Linked DNA regions of Sus scrofa: all the other regions are linked to region 2. A link is a contact called in public Hi-C and promoter capture Hi-C data. All regions are on one chromosome and are shown on one strand. The core of a region is the stretch at or near the end of the contact, and the rest is flanking DNA. Distances in the headings are between cores, read along the strand shown. Region 1 holds the start of A1BG (alpha-1B-glycoprotein). Region 2 holds the start of ZNF446 (zinc finger protein 446). Region 3 holds the start of MZF1 (myeloid zinc finger 1).

Region 1 (3,824 bases), core at 225-2,724, 110 kb before region 2:
GGAATCGAGGCAAAGGCAGTTCTGTCCTCCAGGTGCCTCCTCCTGCAGGAAGACCTCTGGGATGGTCCATGCACTCACCCAGCTCCTCTATGGTCACAGTGGCACTGGGCTCAGAGGGGGCGCCTGCCGCGTGCGTCCGGTACGTGCAGCTGTAGTTGCCAGGCCGTTTGACTGGAAAGATGGCCTTGGTGTCCTCCGGGGCCTCCACCACCTCCAGAAACTGGTCGTCGCCTTCCCGCCTCAGCAGGAAGGTCACACCGTGAAGTCCCCCATGGCATAGCAGCTCCGTGTTCAGGCCCGGTGTGATCCAGGGCACTGGCTTGGTTGAGAGCAAGGGTGGGGGCAGGGGCTCTGCGGATGAGGCAGGGGTCATGGGCTGGCTTGACTCGGGACACGTGGGGGCTCAGCTGGGTCTGGACCTCCACACTCATGAAAACCGAGGGTGCCAGCGGGTAGACAGCATTGTTTGGGGAGAGGGGGCAGAGACCAGCCGGGAATTCGCGAGAAAGACATGTTAGGGGCCCCCCATGTGCCAGGCCCCCCCAAGCACTTCCTGGAGATTCAGTCATTTATTCCTCATGGCCTCCCAGGGTCAGTCCAGACACCGTCTGCATTTTACAGACAGGGAAACTGAGGCTCAGAGCTGTCACCTGACTTGCCCAAGGCCACCAGCTTGGCGGTCGGGGGCCGCAGAAGATGAGGAGATGGCGGGGTGGCGGAAGGGAGGCCCCTCCAGCAGCCTCTCCCACTGCCTCCGGGCCCCACGAGCGCTCCACTCACCCGATCCAGTCACCTCCACGAGGTTGCTCAGGCCGGTCCACCTGCTGTTCAAGCCGGAGCGGCAGCGGTAAAGGCCTCGGGTGTCACTGGTCACTGCTCCCAGCGGGAACCGGTGCTCCAAGGCGGGCGAGGCCAGGCGCACCGGGTCCTGGGCCACCCCGTCTCTGAGCAGCTGGAAAGCCAGCGTTGGCAGGCGGCTCTGGCATGTCAGCGTCACATTGGCCCAGGGTTCCAGCAGCGACTGGGCCTCTGCCCACAGGTTCGGCCTCGGATCCAAGACTGTGTGGGGCACAGGAGTCAGAGCTGGGAGCCCAGACAGCGGCTCCCTGGGCAGGGCCCACCACGCCCAGACCCTACTACTCACATAAGGCCTCCTCGGTCACTCGGCTCAGGGCGAGACCTGCGGAGGCGCACGGGTAAGGCCCGCTGCCCTTCCTGCCGGCCCCCAGCCCTGCCCCGGGGACCCCAGGCCCGACGCCTCACCCCAGAGCAGCAGGAGGGCCACCCACGCAGACATGGTCAGCCTCGGCGGAGCCTGGCAGCAGCTGTCTGTCGGGTGATAGAGCCCAGGGGCAGGGGGGCGGTGCGGGGCGCTGACCTCTTGGCTTGTTTGTCCTTCCCAAGAAGCTGGGCTCCGGCGGGTCGGGACAAAGGGCAAAGTTCGGCCACAGGAGTCTCCACTACAACAGTGACCAATAACCTGGCCAAATGAATCAATTAAATTAATAATGAAGAAAAGGGCAGAATTAATGACAGACAAAATGACAAAACTAACAGACAAAAATGACAAAACTAGCAGACAAAAATGATCAAAACTAACAATAAATGTGGGAAAATAATAACCATTTTTAAGACAAAAATAAAATACATACTAAAACAAATAATGCAATAGGTACTAGCAAATATCTTTTTTTTTTCCTTTTGAGGGGCCACACCTGCGGCCTATGGAAGTTCCCTGGCTAGGGGTCAAATTGGCGCTGCAGCCAGCAACCTACCCCACAGCCACAGCCACAGCCATGTGGGATCCAAGCCACGTCTGCAACCTACACCAGAGCTTATGGCAACCTCGGATCCTTCACCCACTGAGCACGGCCAGGGATCAAACTCAAGTCCTCATGGATACCAGTCAAGGCCATTATTGCCTAGCCACAAGGGGCAATCCACGAAAACATTTAAATAATAGAATGGAATCACAGTTAACAGATAAAATTACCAATGATTAATAAAATCATTCGAGTGAAAAATAAATTAACTAGGGAGCTCTCTTGTGGCTCAGTGGGTTAAGTATCCAGTATTATCACTGCAGCGGTTCTGGTTGCTGCTGTGGCACACAATCAGTCCCTGGCCTGGGAACTTCCACATGCCGTGGCCTCGGCCAAAATAATGATAATATTAATTAATTAATTAAGAAAACACATGGAGTTCCCGTCGTGGTGCAGTGGTTGGCGAGTCCGACTGGGAACCATGAGGTTGTGGGTTCGGTCCCTGCCCTTGCTCAGTGGGTTGACGATCCGGCGTTGCCGTGAGCTGTGGTGTAGGTTGCAGACGCGGCTCGGATCCCGCGTTGCTGTGGCTCTGGCGTAGGCCGGTGGCTGCAGCTCCGATTCAACCCCTGGCCTGGGAACCTCCGTGTGCCGCGGGAGCAGCCCAAGAAATAGCAACAACAACAACAAAAGACAAAAAAAAAAAAAAAAAAAAAAAAAAAAAAAAAAAAAAAAAAAAAAAGAAAACACTGTTAAACATAGATGATGCAACAAATGACAAGAAATTAACGATAAAAGTAATAAAACAATAAATATTGTAAATATTTGGCGCATTGCTTGGGGAGAGGGGGCAGAGACCAGCCGGGAATATATGACAAATACATTAAAGTAATAAAAGAATATTCAAATTGATTGTGGATTTGGGGGGTTTTTTTTCTTCTTTTTAGGGCCTCATCCATGGCATTTGGAGGTTCCCAGGCTAGCGGTCCAATTTGAGCGGTGGGAGAGCCTACACCAGAGCCACAGCAACGCCTGATCCGAGCTGCATCTGCAACCTACACTACAGCTCACGGCAACGCCGGATCCTTAATCCACTGAGCAAGGCCAGGGATCGAACGCGCAACCTCATGGATACTAGTCAGATTTGTTTCTGCTGAGCCACACTGGGAACCCTGGAACCCCAAGTGGATTGTGTGTCGATAATAATTGGTAATAGAATAATAAGCAATAAAATTGTGCGGCGCCCACTGGTGTGTGTCAGCAGTTCCACACATGGGCCTGGGCAGGAGGTACTGCTACTGTCACTCCCGCATCGGATGTGAGGGAAATGAGGCAGGCTTGCCCTGGCACCCCCTGCAGGGTCTCGTATCGCTTTCCCTCAGCAGCCAGCTGCGCTGGGACCCCCACCCTGCCTTGGGGAGGCTGAGGCCCGGCGTGGCCCCTCCGCAGTGAACCCCACCCCAGTGGCGTCTGTCGTGTGCTGGCCAAGGGGGGGTTCACCTGTGTCTGGATTCGCCATGCTTGGCGCCAAGCAGGGCTCCTGCAGGCACCTCCTGGCTCTGGCTGGACCCGCAGTTCCTCCCCAGAGCAGCGATCCGCAGTGTGGGACCCGCCTTGGATATGCAGGCAGACTCGCACCCAGGACCTCCAGCCTCTGCCTCCCACCCTGGCCCTGACCCCAAGCTCCAGTTGTGTACGGTGGTCTGTGTGCCCGGGGTCACTCGTGTGGCTGTCACCTGCGGCCAGGAGGCCAGGCTCCCCGTCCCCTGGGCTCCCCGCCCTCCTCAGGCACAGCCCGACAGTGAGGGATGGGAGGAGTGAGGACGGCCTGTCGCCACTACCCTGCAGAAGGTGCGGGACTGCTTCTTGGGGACGTTGAGCCCTGGGGGAGGGCATCCGGGCAGAGAGGGCGGCTGTGCAGACTGTGAGGCAGGATGAGCAGGAAGGGCCGGGACAGTAGGAGTGGGCGGCACAGGGCAGAGGAGCAGTGGGAGAGCCCGGAGCCGCCGCGGTGGAGACCCGTCATGCGGGGCCCGGTGGGTGGCACAGGGGCTTTGGCTT
Region 2 (4,165 bases), core at 1,176-3,675:
CGACCTCGCCTGTGGCGATTCCGTCTGTGGCTTCAGGGCCCCTGGCCTCTGCAGATGCACGCTTTGGAGAAGCCCTGCGTGTGTGCACCACTTCTGCCTGCACGTGGTGTCGAGACTGGCCGCTCGTCAGCAGCAGCTTGCGCCTCTCTCCCCAAGAGGTCATCCTGCAGGAAGGTCGGGGCGGCCAGCATGGTGGTGCCGGATCCTGCATGTTTTGACCGTAAGCTTGAATGGGAAGGGCCAGGGTGGGGTGGAGGCAGTCCTGAGAAATTTCTGAGGTTTACACACAAACTTTGGGGTTTGTATGTAACACCCCAACTCCCAGGATATCCCGCCCACCCCCAAGGCCTCCGTTCTTCCAAGGCTTCCTGGGAGCAGGTGCAGTGCACAGAAGTCATGGGGGGAAGGTGCTGGCTCGGCCAGGTGGCTGGGCCCTGAGCCTTAGGGCCCGGGTCTGGGCAAGAGAAGAGTCGGGCCTGCAGAGGGGGTCTGCGCGCCGGGCAGGCCTGACCTGGGTGAGGGCCAGTAGGTGTCAACTGCCAGTCCCAGTGCTGAGTGCGGCAGGGTTTCTCCTGACAGCTCTTGTGAAGGGGCTGAGGAAACTGAGGCACAGAGGGGCTGGGAGCTGCACACATCAGAGCCGCTGGCCCAGCATCCGGGAAGCTCACCACCTTCCCCACATACTTAGCCTGCCAGCTGTGAGGGCCAGGTGAAGCCTGCGTGTCCCCTGCAGTTGGCAGACCCCAAGGAGCTGGAGGCGGAAGGTCCTCGGGTGGGAGGGGAGGACAAAGACTGAGCGTGATGGTTCCCCAGCTGTGCTTGTTCACTCAGATTGTGGTCCAGGTCTCAGCATCGGCTGTGTCCCATTGCTGCCAAAGTCAGCATTACAGGAGACTTTCCGTCCCCCTACACTATTGAGGGGTGAGCTTAACAACAGGTCAGAGGGGACAGGATGGGGCAGCATGGTTCTGTGTGGTCGAGTGGCCATGTGCCTTCCTGTTGTTCCTCCCGCATTGGAAGGAGGACTTGCCATTACCTAAGGCTCTGTGTGGTGCCCTCCCAGGGTGACTCCCCAGAGTGACATTCCCCACGCGGTGGGGACAATGAGTCAGACAGGTGGGGTGGTGCCCAGTTGGTGTCCTGTGGCCTCGACCTTGGGCTTCATCCCCAGGGGACTTAATGGTCTTTTTACTGGGAGGGAAAGACTGGGAGACGTTAATCTCAGAGTCGATAAACATTGTAAACTTTTGCACAGCACTGCGTAGGTCCACAGCCTCCGCCTCCAGGTTATGGTTCAGAAAGTTTTAACAAGACAAGAGTCCAGAGAGGCTCCCTAATAAAGGTTTCTTTTCAAAAACATGCAAATAAGAGTTCCCTGGTAGCACAGTGGGTTAAGGGTCCAGTGTTGTCACTGCTGTGGCTCAAGTTGCTGCCGAGGCGCAGATTTGTGCTCTGGCCTGGGAACTTCCACGTGCCAGAGGCGTGGTTAAAAAAAAAAAAAGTTTAAAAAATGTGAATAGTAGCAGCCTGAAACTGGTTTAATCCTAGCACAGTGCAGGCGTGTCATCACAGCTGGAGGGATTTGGCTGTAACCCTGGTCCCTTTGGGAGGACACAGGGTGGAGAGGCATCCTGTGTGTGGCCCACCCAGGGCCTGCCCCAAGAGCAGCTGTAATAGGAGGTGACCCAGGCCCTGATTGTGAGGCAGAAGCCATATGCAGGACCCAAAAGGTTAACCCCAGCCCAGTGGGTGCTTCAGTCCCTTCATGTCCAGCTCTCACAGCCATTTGCCACCACCTAAGCAGAGACGTGATGTGTATGACTCCCCACCTGCCAGCAGGGTTTGGTCCCCGAAGCTTCACAGGTTTTTGCAAGGAGGGGAGACACGGGGTAAGGAGAGGAGTAATTCAGGAGCAGGCACTGCAAGACTCAAGTGCAGGGCCTCTGAGCCACTATCCGCCCCTTATGGGCCCATCCTCTCTGCTCTCTTGGGTCCCGGCCTCACCCTCCCCCAGGCTGGCCTCCATGAGGGAGCCGTGAACAGGTCACTTCAGCCTCAGGCTGCACCCCTGTGAAATGCAGACAACCCCACAGAGCAGATGGAGGGCTCTTGTGGGAAGGTCACGGGATTCAGGAACAAAGGAGTCTGTGGAACATCAAGTGAGGACACAGAGTTTCATGCAACCTTTTCTGCATCTTGGACAAAAGCTCCTACAGCCTGGTTGCCATCCTCAGCTCTTCCCCACCGGTCAAGCTGGGCCTGATTAATTGCGCTTTTCCTATCTAAAAACCAAGGTTTTTATGTTTATTCCCATTGTGGCACAGCAGAAATGAGTCCGACTAGTATTCATGAGGACACGGTTTCAATCCCTGGCCTTGCTCAGTGGGTTAAGGATCTGGAAAGCTTTGGTGAGCTGTGGTGTAGGTGGAAGACGCAGCTCAGAAACTCCGTTGCTGTGGCTGTGACTAGGCTAGCAGCCATAGCTTTGGTTCCTGGCCTGGGAACTGCTATATGCTGCGGGTGAGGCCCCAAGAACAAACAAACAAAAGTCACCCTGACTGGTTCTGGTCCGGAAAGTATGTAAAACATGTCCCATAATTCTGGACAAAAACCACCCCTCGCTTTGCAGTACTGATCCAGCTGAAGCCACGTGTGAGGCTATGAAGGTGTAAATCATGGACAGTTTCTTCGTCAGTAGATGGGTGTTCTTCCTGCAGTCCCCGCATGTCCACAGGGCGCTCAGCGGTGGTCGAATGAAGGTCCCCAGCGCCATCCTCGCTGTAGAAATTCCCGAGGATGGCGGAGAAACCCCGTGGGTTAGGCCAGCCTTCCCGGCAGGTTCCGGCCCCCTCCTGGGACCATCTGGAGAGGAGGTTCGGAGGAACTACACCCCACAGGCAGCCACTTCCGGCCCCCGCAGAGAGCAGGGCAGCGCTCTGGACGTTGCCTTGGAAGCAGCTGGAGGCCAGCCGCGGTGCTCCAGGGGTTACCAAGGTGACGGCCGGGCGACTGGAAAGAAGCCTCAAGAAGGACGCTTGGGGAGGAGCCTGGGGCGAGCGCCAGCTCTGATTGGCCGACAGGTCACGCTACTTCCCCACCCATCGCCTCGCTTGCCAATAGGCGCCGGGCCTGTCGTGCACATGCGCAGGATCAGACGGTACCATCCCTCTCGGCCGTCGGTGAGTGCTAGTGCGCGGGTACTAAGGGAAAGTAGCTGCTGGGGAGGGTAGGGAGCCCCCCTCAAAACCCTGCCACTCTTCACATTCCTCTCGAAGGGATGGGGCACCTCTCAATCGTGAGATGCCTCCGAAAAGGAGCATCTGCTGGCGGAGGCCGCGCCTGTCCTTGCTGAGGCTCATGGGAAAAGTAGTCCGAGGGGAGGGGGCGGCGCCTTCGGAGCAGATGCATGATTGGCCAAGGCGGCTCTGCCCAAGGGGCGGGCGGGGACGCTGGCTCCCAGTGGCCTCGGGTGGCGGAGGTGGGCGCAGGCCTGGCTGGGTGGGCGTGGCCTCTCACTACCTCCCAATGTGCCCTGGGCCTCCAGCTTCCAAGCCTTTTCCCGGGCCGGTCCACGTCCCTCCTGCGGGAAAACCTCCTCTTTGGAAGGCGAACTCCAGGCGTCAGGTTTGGTCCAGCCTGTGAGCCAGCCCCCCGATCCCGCGCTGGGCGTGTTTCACCCCGGAGTCTCTGCGAGCCTGAGACACAATTATTTGCTGACCGCTTCACACAACTCGTAGCTCCTCTTTGCTTTGCTCCGGCTTTTCACACGCTCGGTCCAGACGTTGTGAGTGAAGCACTGCTCTCCGTGGTCAGCGAGCTCTGTATCTCGGGGTCCACATCAGCCCCTGCCTCGACCAAGCGCAGACCAGCCCTTCAGGGTGCCCCACTTGAGTCAACGTCTCCCGGAGACGGTGAGGACAGGCGGCCTGGCCCCAGTCCTCACCCCGGATCGTGCCCTACTACAGCCCTAATTACCCCCTCTCTCCGCCGCGATGGCTTTCCGGGGCTCCTCAGCCTGTCCCTGGCAGCCTCTGATGACTCCCTTTGCCTTCCTCTCCAGCATCATCTCCCAGCAGTTCCCTGCAGTTTTCTGGAAGCTCTGTCAACAACTTGCCTCCAAGCCTTGGTTCACAAGGCTTCCTTCCGCTCTGTGACTCCTTCCTCC
Region 3 (3,980 bases), core at 272-2,771, 74 kb after region 2:
CGGCCCTTCGGAGCTCGATAAACTACATTTACCAGAAGTCTTGGCTGGCCATGTCTGCTTTAGGAAGCCGGGGCAGGTCCGGGTGCCGCCATGGCAACTGGGGGCGGGGTTTCCAGATTCCGTCGCCGTGGCAACGGCCAGGGATTGGCGAGCTTCGCACAACAGCACTGAGCCGGTCCACAGGGAGCGCCCAGGCCCCTGCTCCGCGCTCCTGGTCCCGCTGGGCCGCCGCCCGGGTCCCTGCCCGCACCTTCCCGATCGAGGGGCGCCCGCCCTCACCTCCGCACTCAGCGGGCCGCTCCGTGCTCCTGAGCATGCGCGCTCCCGACTTCCCCCGCCCCGACGGACTTTGTCTCCCAGAATGCTCCACGCACCAGCCCGGGCGCCGCCTCGCCCTTCCCGCAAGCTCGTCTCAGTTTCCGCCCTCCTCCCGCTGTCCCCCGGGGCAGCGTCGTTCGCCACGATCGGATCACACTCCGGGCCGCGCCTTCCTGCGCTCCCAGCCTCACATCCAAGCGTCAGGGGCCCGTCGACGCGCGCAAGCTTCCCAGGGGGCAACAGGAGGCAGCACCGCCTGCCCAACAGCGCATGCCCTCCACAACGTCTTCCTCCATTCTCTACGCGGCTCCTAGGGATTAGCAGGACCCTGAACCAATCACGGCCCTCGCTTGGATTCCGTCAGCCCCTTTCTCCATGGCAACCCCCTGCAGAGACTGGGCCACCCGTGCCGTCGCCCACAGGACCGCAAGCGAGCCTCTCGCGCTTTCGCCCGGGAGAGGGGCTTAGCCCAGCCGTTTCTGGGAGGCGTGGCGGCCGGCCCTCTGCGCGCGTGCGCGCAACGCGAAGATGCTCTTTTGTGCCAGCGGACCGTAGGCGGCCCGGGCGTCTCCATGGTAACCGCGCGGGTGGTGCCGGCGCTTTCCAGTGCAACCATGGGTACCCGCAGGCGTCTGCAGGAGGATGGGAGAGATGGGAGGAGGTGATGCCGAGCGAGAGAGACTGCGAGGACTGACAGACAGACACTGAGGAGCGGGGGCGGGGCAGGCTGTGACTAGAGACAGTGAAAGTAAGTGAACAGCCCCCGGGACAGAGACACGGGCAGGACAGAAAGAACGAAGATTTCTGCTCTCAGAGTCCTAAACTGTGCGATAAGAAGACAGGGAGGCAGGGCTGGGTAGACTTGTGTCAGGACCGTTAACAAGAGGGAGAGAGATCGGGGCGGGATGGAGAGGAAAGGAGAGACAGGAGAGGGAGAATTCGTTTACGGCGACAAGACGTGCAGATCGAGTTTCAAGGGATAGAGATCAGGAGTACAGAAGCAAGAGGCGAGAAAGGGACAGAAATTAGAGGTACAGTAAAATAGATCGAGAGTTTCAAAGACTCGGGGAAAGGTGACAGCAAGAAGAGAGACGGAGCGGGAGGGACGCTTGTGAAGAAAACTTACACAAAACTTGACAATAAGACAAGAAAGATGTCTGGAAGCCTTCGCACCATCTCTGCCAAGTCTCCTTCAGGTCATCTGATTTCCTAACCAGAGCAACGACTTCTCACTTCACTGCTTTTGATCAGAGTCCAGATACTGTGAAGTTAGATGCTAACTTGTAGAAGGTTGATAGACTGTAGTGCTTTCTGTTCAGTAGAAAAGGGTACCCCAAGTTTTTTGTTTTTATCACACTGTAGGACACTAAGCAGGATACTAAGTGCTGGGCCTCTCCACTGCCTTGTGAAGCGCTACTAATCCCACTTTGCTATTTTCTTTCTTTGCTTTTTAGAGCCGCACCCGCGGCAACATGGAGGTTCCCAGGCTAGGGGTGGAATCAGAGCTTCAGCCGCTGGCCTACACCACAGCTCACGGCAACGCGGGATCTTTAACCCGCTGAGCAAGGCCAGGGATCGAACCCGCATCCTCATGGGTCCTAGTCGGGTTCGTTAACCGCTGAGCCACGAAGGGAGCTCCCACACTTTTATTTCATTATTCCTTCTTTCTTCTTTCACCCCCTCTGCTGTTCCTTCTCTCTCATATTCCCAGAACCACCTGTGTCACCTTGCTAGTTCCCACCGAGGTAGATAAGTCTTTGACGCGTATGTTTTTTGCTCTTTCGAAATTATGTTTTGACAGTCTGAAAGGGCACAGTTCCCCGGAATGAGGAAACAGTGAGACACCGCCGGGAAGGGAGGGAGATTAGGGAGGACGATGGAGAGAGAGAGAGACTGAAAGTAGAACTCGGGGAAAGACAGGAGAGGTCTTAATGGGCGAGAAAGCCAGCCTTGGGCAGAGGTGGCCTCTGGCGCCCCAGCCTGGACCCCGCGCTCGGCCACCTCGTCGCCGAACTACGTTCCCATATCCCGGCGGGCCCGGGGGACCGCGCAGCGCCGGAGCGCCGTCGGGCGGGCCCCAAGCGGCCCCCTCCAATCCCGGCCGTCGCCTGGCAACCTCCGCTTCCGCCGATAAGATGGAGGCTGGGATCGGCGGCCACCGGGAAGCGGTGCCTGGGGCAGGAGATGGGTTGGGGCCGCAGCCCCGCCGGCCTAGTTGAGGCAGCCGGCCCGCGTCGTGGTCCGGAGATGAGGGCGGTCGGCCGCGGGGGACCCGGGGGCTCCGGCCAAGGGGCTTAGGCGCAGGTACTCTCGGTTCCGGTGGGGGGAAGGGAACGGAGACCTCGGGCCGGCCAATCGGAGCCTTCGGCGGCCCCGCGGCCTTCTGGGAAATGTAGTCTCACGCCTCCCCTGGAGGCGGGCTTGGGGACTTTATATAGAGTAGGAGGGAGAGGATGAAGGATCGAGTGAATGTAACTGAAGTTTGTGGGGAGTTCCTGCTGTGGTGCAGCGGGTTGCCGCAGCCACGGCTTGGATTCGATTCCTGGCCCGGGAACTCCATATGCCACGGGTGCGTCCAAGAAAGAAAGAAAAGGAGTTCCCTTCGTGGCTCAGCGGTCAACCTACCCGACTACGATCCATGAGGCTGCGGGTTCGATCCCGGCCTCGCTCAGCGGCTTAAGGACCCGGCGTTGCCGTGACCTGTGGTGTGGGTCGCAGTCGCGGCTCAGATCTGGCGTGGCTGTGGCTGTGATGTAGGCCGGCAGTTGTAGCTCTGTTTTGACCCCTAGCCTGGGAATCTCCATATGCCACAGATGCTGCAGCCCTAAAAAGCAAGCAAGGGAAAAAAAAAAAAAAAAAAAAAGAAAATTGGAAAATTAGAAAATCATGGGTGAGCAAGCGAAGGCATGAATGTGGAGACGGCGGAATGGGAGCCTGAGCGGTTTGGAATTCAGGGCCCCCACTCGGGGCAGGAAGCCTTTTCTAGACCTGCTTAGACTTTAAGCAAGGCGCAGCCTGTTTCCCTGAAGGTACTCCCCGGTACCGTATCCATTCCCCAAATACAGATTTGTGAGGCATTTGTCCCTGTTTTTCACCCACATTCCTTCAAGAAATTTTCACTGTTTTTATCAAATACTACTTTCACATGATTTGCAGTGCAGAAGGGACAAAGTGAGAAGCCTGCTTCCCACCACTATTTTTTTTTTTTGTCTTTTTGCCTTCTTCTCGGGCCACACCCGTGGCATATGAAGGTTCCCAGGCTAGGGGTCTACTCGAGCTGTAGCCGCCGGCCTACGCCAGAGCTATAGCACACGGCAACGCCAGATCCTTAACCCTGAGCAAGGCCAGGGATCGAACCCGCAACCTCATGGTTCCTAGTTGGATTCATCAACAACTGAGCCACGACAGGAACTCCTCCACTATTTTTGATTTAGTGACTTAGTTGGCAAATGACTACTGGATGTCTCCAAAGTGCCAGGCTCTCTTCCTGGGCCTAGGGACCCAACAGAGTGCTCAGCAGGTACAAGTCCTGCCTTCAAGGTGTGACACAATGCACAATAAAATATAAGTGAAGAGGCTGTTTTGGTCAGGTTACCTCTTTTTTTTTTTTTTTTTTCCTTTTTAGGGCCGTACCTGCAGCATATGGAGGTTCCCAGGCTAGG

Evidence for each region. Promoter capture Hi-C pulls out the DNA fragments that hold promoters and counts their contacts. A called contact is a pair of places that touch in the nucleus more often than the background predicts.
Region 1: a promoter capture Hi-C map of liver shows a contact between it and region 2, with 4 times the contacts expected there. The contact joins the promoter of A1BG here to the promoter of ZNF446 in region 2. A contact is called at or near these places in 1 of 5 promoter capture datasets (liver), 2 of 47 Hi-C or Micro-C datasets (liver and mesenteric adipose tissue) and 1 of 2 datasets of contacts at active chromatin or transcription factors (alveolar macrophages).
Region 3: a contact with region 2 is called in a Hi-C map of liver, with 3 times the contacts expected there. The contact joins the promoter of MZF1 here to the promoter of ZNF446 in region 2. A contact is called at or near these places in 5 of 47 Hi-C or Micro-C datasets (liver, psoas muscle, retroperitoneal adipose tissue and 1 more) and 2 of 2 datasets of contacts at active chromatin or transcription factors (alveolar macrophages and skeletal muscle).

Annotation. Positions count from the first base shown.
Region 1 is chr6:62,938,148-62,941,971 of Sscrofa11.1, forward strand. A1BG (alpha-1B-glycoprotein) reads right to left here and starts at 1,475. Exons shown (of 8, transcript XM_003128132.6): 1 at 1,264-1,475; 2 at 1,145-1,180; 3 at 781-1,059; 4 at 79-351. The coding sequence starts at 1,297.
Region 2 is chr6:63,047,916-63,052,080 of Sscrofa11.1, forward strand. ZNF446 (zinc finger protein 446) reads left to right here and starts at 2,426. Exons shown (of 4, transcript XM_021097395.1): 1 at 2,426-3,179. The coding sequence starts at 2,676. LOC110261334 (zinc finger protein 324A-like) reads left to right here. Exons shown (of 4, transcript XM_021097374.1): 4 at 1-1,358.
Region 3 is chr6:63,122,504-63,126,483 of Sscrofa11.1, forward strand. It overlaps MZF1 (myeloid zinc finger 1), which reads right to left and starts at 1,522. Exons shown (of 6, transcript XM_021097358.1): 1 at 1,445-1,522. It overlaps LOC110261337 (tigger transposable element-derived protein 1-like), which reads left to right and starts at 1,431. Exons shown (of 3, transcript XR_002345404.1): 1 at 1,431-1,514.